2 separate regions of the Capra hircus genome follow, and region 2 is linked to region 1. The links are chromatin contacts, called in public Hi-C maps. All regions are on one chromosome and are shown on one strand. The core of a region is the stretch at or near the end of the contact, and the rest is flanking DNA. Distances in the headings are between cores, read along the strand shown. Region 1 holds the start of STK17A (serine/threonine-protein kinase 17A). Region 2 overlaps LOC102187025 (cytochrome c oxidase assembly factor 1 homolog).

The links. A called contact is a pair of places that touch in the nucleus more often than the background predicts.
Region 2: a contact with region 1 is called in a Hi-C map of blood, with 2.4 times the contacts expected there. The contact joins the enhancer-like site here to the promoter of STK17A in region 1. A contact is called at or near these places in 3 of 5 Hi-C or Micro-C datasets (all in blood).

What each region holds. Positions count from the first base shown.
Region 1 is chr4:42,674,755-42,677,615 of ARS1.2, forward strand. STK17A (serine/threonine-protein kinase 17A) reads left to right here and starts at 1,475. Exons shown (of 7, transcript XM_018047003.1): 1 at 1,475-1,815. The coding sequence starts at 1,610.
Region 2 is chr4:42,725,766-42,728,626 of ARS1.2, forward strand. LOC102187025 (cytochrome c oxidase assembly factor 1 homolog) reads right to left here. Exons shown (of 6, transcript XM_018047005.1): 5 at 1,735-1,811; 6 at 585-950. The coding sequence ends at 854. It overlaps LOC106502045 (a long non-coding RNA gene), which reads left to right. Exons shown (of 3, transcript XR_001295612.2): 3 at 1,098-1,728. Among named protein-coding and RNA genes, the nearest start is that of STK17A, 51 kb to the left of the region's middle. Within about 2 kb of position 1,451, at least 1 of the 5 cell types and tissues checked has an H3K27ac peak or open chromatin away from gene starts, as enhancers often do.

The DNA of each region.
Region 1 (2,861 bases), core at 225-2,724:
ATTTTCTATTGCGTTTTGAAGCTGTTCTTCAGTCCTTGAGAGAGCTTGTCTATTTCCCTTTACCAGTACTCCTAAGATGTAGCACTTTGGGGTGTCAACTACAAGTCTAGAGTGTCTACCAGCTCCTTCTTCTTAGCAGATCCCTAAACTCCAATTCTTTGTCTCTCCAGCCTGATGAGACACCTAAAAGCCCTGCTTATTTTCTCACCCTTTCAGTCATTGCTTTGGAATTACCAAATGCTTCACGGGAAAGGGGTGCCATTCTGGGCTGCCCTTCTTGTCTGGATCTCGGTGGTTCAAGTTCTTGCTGCTTTTGAAACTCTCTGATGTTTCAAGTAGAGGACTATCTAATTTGAAAAAATTTGCCAACTTTCTCAGTGAGAGTATTGATCACACATAGACTAACTCATCATTGCCAGAAGCAAAACTCTGAGGAATGACATGATCTAATTTAGATTTTTTAAAAGATCACTCTGGTGGCCTCAAAAATAAGTGATATGGAATTGAGGAGGAAGAGGGATGGTAGCAGATAGCCTAGTTAGGGAGCTATCACAATAATCCAGACCAGAGAGAATGGTAGTTGTGGTCATGGGGAAATGGAGAGGAGTGATCAGATTCTGGATATGTTTTGAAGGTAAAGCCAAGAGGATTTCTTACAAAATGGATGAGGGGTATGAGAGAAAGAGAGGAGTCAATGTTGACCCCAAGGTTTTTGGCTTGAACCACTGGAAGGATGGAAATGGCATTTACTGAGGTGGGGAAACTTGGTGGGACTGCATTTATGAAGGATGATGAGGAGATGACTTCTGCTCGTTAAATTTGAAATGCTAATTTGTTATCCAACTGGTGATGCCAAGTGTATACTTCAATATATGAGTGTGAAGTTCAGAGAATGGTTGGAAACTAGAGATAAAAATTTTGTAGTCGTGAGCATACGGATGTAATTAAAACCTCAAGACCGGATGAGAGCACCTTGAAAGTTAAATATAGAGAAGACTGTAGGGCTGGTATGCGGGTTTAAAAATATTTATCCATCTCTTGCCTTCATGTCCTCCTCTCATTGTGGGAATGTACCAGATGCCCCAGGCAACTTCCACGTGCTGTACAGCAGCCCTGATCGGCCCTGATCATCACCTCTCCTGACCCGCCCAAGGGAAGGGATCGTGAAGCTCTGGCTGGTAGCTCCTACGCATTTTCATTAATGTAGGGCTCAGATTTGCAACACTCAGATGCTTAGCAGGTGCGTAACTGGCTGACGCAGCGGGTCCTCCAGTCAGAAGGGTGGTGCTGTGAGTCGCCTGCAGATTGTCGGGGCCTGCCGCCGGGCCCCCCGCCAGGCTGCACCTTCTCCCCCTCAGCTGCAGAGGGCGCGCGCGAGGCACGCGGCCCTCAGGAACCCAAGGGAGCTCCCCGGGGGGCAGGGGAGAGGCGGGGCCGGACGTGGGGCGGGGCCAGGCGGCCTGGAGGCAGCCGGCCGCAGTCTGTGCGCAGCTCCGGGCAGAGCGGGTGGCATCCTCGCGCCGGCTCGGGGCAGCTGGAGGCGGGGCCGTTACCCGCCGGGAGCTCCGAGCGAGCCGGGTGGCAGGCAAGAAAAGCACGCCCGAGCGCCATGATTCCTCTCGAGAAGCCGGGCAGCGGCGGCTCTTCCCCGGCCGCCGCCTCCGGCTCGGGTCGGGCTGGCCGGGGTCTGGGCGCGCCGCGGCGGCCGCCGCCCCCGACCCAGGCCCGCGGGCTGCTGACGGAGATCCGCACCGCTGTGCGCACCGAGCCCTTTCAGGACGCCTACACCCTGACCCCGGGCCGGGAGTTGGGCAGGTGAGGCCGGCGGGCGCGCGCAGATAAGTGCGGGAGGCCGGCCGGCGCGGGGGCAGATAGCGCGTCGGGACCGGGTACAGACGTGGGTGCGGGCGGCGATTAGGGCGGCGGGGCCCCCCGGCCACGAGTCCACGCGCGGCTTCCCCCAAAGCCGTGGTAGCGGCCATGAGAAAGGCTGCCGCCAGAAGCTAGACCCCTTCCTCTTTTTGCTGCGGGCGTTTCAGCCTCTGTGGTCCCCTGTACGGTAACTTAACGAGGTGGCGTGGGAACCACGCTGCGAATCTTTCCCCGCGGCAGCGAGTCTGAAGTCAGCACAGGTGTGGAGTCAGCTTTGGTTTTGCCTGCGGACTTGTGGGTTCCTGCTTCTGTCTTTGTGGCTGTGATAGAGGAGCGCAGAACCCCGAGCGTAACAGCTTCTTTCGCACCAGCCCTGGGCTAGTTTCCGTCAGCCGCTTTCTGCTGACTTCAGTTGCGATTTCTTGGGTTTGTGGTGTTTGCGTTCTGAAATATTTAGGTCCGTGTGCTTTTTTAAGTTCAGATCGGTTTCACTTGTGGACTCTGGGCCCTTGTCTGACTCTTTCTACGCAGTGATACAGCCCTTGCCTTTTCTTCCCCATCTCGTTGTTGTTTTGTAGGGGTAGGGAGAGCTTAGAATTTGGTCTGTTTTTAAAATCGCAAAAGGTGAAGGCTGTTGGGATACTTTACGTCTTGTACGTTGAAGAGGGGTCACAGAGTGATAGGTTTTGTTGTTTAGTCGTAAATCATGTCCGACTCTCTTGCGACCCCATGGACTGTAGCCCACCAGGCTCCTCTTGTCCATGAGATTTCCCAGGCAAGAAAAGTGGAGTGGGGTATTGCCATTTCCTTCTGCAGGGAATCTTCCCGACCAGGGATTGAACCAGCATCTCCGTGCAAGCGGATTTTTCTTTCTATCTTTCTTTTTTACTGCTGACCGACGGGGGAACAGTAGAGGTTTGGGGACCGACTTTTTCTCTGAGAACAGTTTGAAGAAATTGTCAGAAGCACTGGCTTTGGGGTCAGACCCG
Region 2 (2,861 bases), core at 201-2,700, 51 kb after region 1:
ATCAATCAACACACACACTGGAAAAAGTGCCCTCAGGGAACGACTTCTCCACTTAATATTCTATTCAAAAAACAAACTACAGAACAATGGTGAAAGGCCTCATACTCTAGCACATTTGCGCATAACCTTTTTGAAGTTTCCCTTCAATGAATATTAAGAGTGCAGGAAAAGAGCTGATGAACATCCTTGATTATAACGGCATTAAGCTTAATAATACTGAGGGGGTTAAACTGGCCTTTCCAAAGCAAAAGTGGCAGATTTCTGGGATTTATAGGCTCTGGTGCTCAGAAGATCTTGTCCCCCTGCAAGACTATAAAAACCTACAGGTAAGATTCTCTAAAATGTGGTGGTTTTAAGCTTTTGAAATGTTTGGGTTAAAGCAGTTGTTTTATGAATCTTCAAGTAGGCAGACAGTTGGTGACTAAAACAAGAAAATAAAACAAGAAGAAAAATTCTAAGTACTTGAGAATGACCGACAAGCTACTTAACATAAATTTAGGGGAGAGCGACCAGACAGAAGTGCTTGTCTGTCTCCCTTGGCATTCTGATGTTAACAATTAAAAACATTGTCAGTGCTAGAAAACTTCATTGAAAACTTTTTTTTTGCCGGAGGGTGGGTTGGTGAGAGATGAGAAATCAACATTATTAATACTGATTCCCTTTATTCTATACTTCTTTACAGAGAACTTTCAAATTCTTGTAAATTACAGTAAGTTTCTGATTAAACTAAAAACTTCAGTAGGGTTCACTGCGGTTAAATTAGAATGATACAGAGATCACATATGGCCGCACTTGCAGCCCCGGGGGACGCATGGTGACCAGGGCGGCCAGGAGCAGAGGGAGCTGATCATCTTCACTCCTTTTTCACCTCGTCATTGTCCCTGCTGGGCTTGAACAGGGGAATCTGCTGACCATCCTTGAGCTCTAAGAAGACCTCCTGAAGGTTCCACCTGAGAAAAACCAAAAGTATAGTCTCTCATCAATGAAACACTGAGGCAAAAGACATGGTTTAAAAGGAAACAGTTGTTTGCGATATCTTAAATTTTTTAAACTATTTTATGTTAGTATGTTAACAATGTTTTAACCTTTTATTCCAGGCTATCTTTATTAAAATCACCATCAAGGCAAGTTTCACAATGAATGGCTGGCATCAGAGAAGGAGCACCTCATTCCTGGTTTCCTAACTCCCCTCGACCTTCAGCTCCTCCTCTAATCCCAGGCTCAGGGGTCAGCGAGGCCAGGCAGGGACCGCCTGCTCCTTTTGTCCCCAGGAATTAAAATACATCCTGGCTAAAGAGCAGACATCTCAGAGAGAGGCTTCCCGTGGGGGAAGTGAGTGACTTAGCTCCTGGCAACCAGACAAGAAAAGCCAATTAATGGGGTGGAGGGGGAGCTTACATAAAGAATGTGATGAATAACTCTGGAACAGGAACCCAGGCCTTCATGCACTTGTAATGACAGAGGCAGCAGTGTTGGAAACTGTGACACAGCATGGCAGACCTAGACCACACCAACTAAAGCTCCTCAGATCCAGTAGTCAGCACTGGAGAAAACGTCCGGACTGAGCTAAGAGCAAAAGCATGGGCATGCGTGTTGTCCTGGCTGTGAAACTTCTGAAGCTTTGTAAAACTAATCCTTAGTGCCGCAATCATATAGCTGCAGTTGAAAAGGGAAATCAAGATTGTTTCCAGAAGAAGGTTCTCCTCCTGCTCCCCACCCACTTTCCCATCATACCTCTTAAAGGGGGCATCTCTAGATGAGCTGACATAGAGATGGCCCTCTGACTTTGGTCCAGAGACAGGGATCTTCAGCTGGGGGGTATAAAGAGACATAAGTGGATACAACGCTGTCCTCTCAAAGATGGCTATAACGTGAGAAAAGCATGAGGCCACTCTCAGCTGATGGGAACAGTCCGTATCTAGGTAGGGGCTTGAGTTGCATAGGGGGATGCATTTGTTAAAATTCATCAGATAGGAGACTTAGGTCACAGGGAGTAAATTTTACCTCAAAAAAAGCAACCATAAACTCTAGTTAATGATATATAGCTTATGAATTTAAAGGTGAAGTGTACGGCTATTTGGAAATTAGAGGTTCATGAACAAATAGAGGTAGGCAAATAGGTACGGGATAAAGCACACTGAGCAAGAGAGTACCGAATCCAGGCAGCAGATACGTCGGTGCCACAGCACAGACTCTCATCTTTTCCATATACTTGAAACTTTTCATAATAGAAAAACAAAAAACAAGCCCACTGTTTGTTTAAAAAGGGTAACTATTAGTAGCAAATTGGTCCATACTCTGATCTGGACCATAAAGGAGTTAGAAATCAGAGGAAATTAATAGATTATAGAGCTGGGAAAAGATAAAATCAATAAACCTCTAGCCAGACTCAAAAAAAAAAGGAGTGGACCCGAATGAGAAATGAAAGAGGAAGAGCCACAACTCTTAGTACAGACAGATGGAGAATCATAGGAGAAGACTATGAAGAGTTACGTGCCAACAAACTGGACTAATCCTATAAATTCAACTAGACATCAATTGAAAGTTTTTCTAAACCACTGACTATTTTTAGCAGAATACTTGAGCACAAATTGCTTTTGCAGTTAGGAGAATTCCAGTAAAACTGTTCCTGTTAAAGTTAATAAAACAACAAGAACAAAAATAAACTAGGTCAGATCAGCTCACTCTTATCCTCCAAATACTCCAGGCTGCCTGCTTGTCGCAGAATCGAGCACACAGCTCACAGGATGACATCACAGCCCTTTCACTGCCTCACTCAGCCCATTCTCCCAGCCACACCTCCGCTGAGAACACACTGGCAGAGGGAACCACAGCCAGAAACTCCCTCAAAGTCGTCTCTG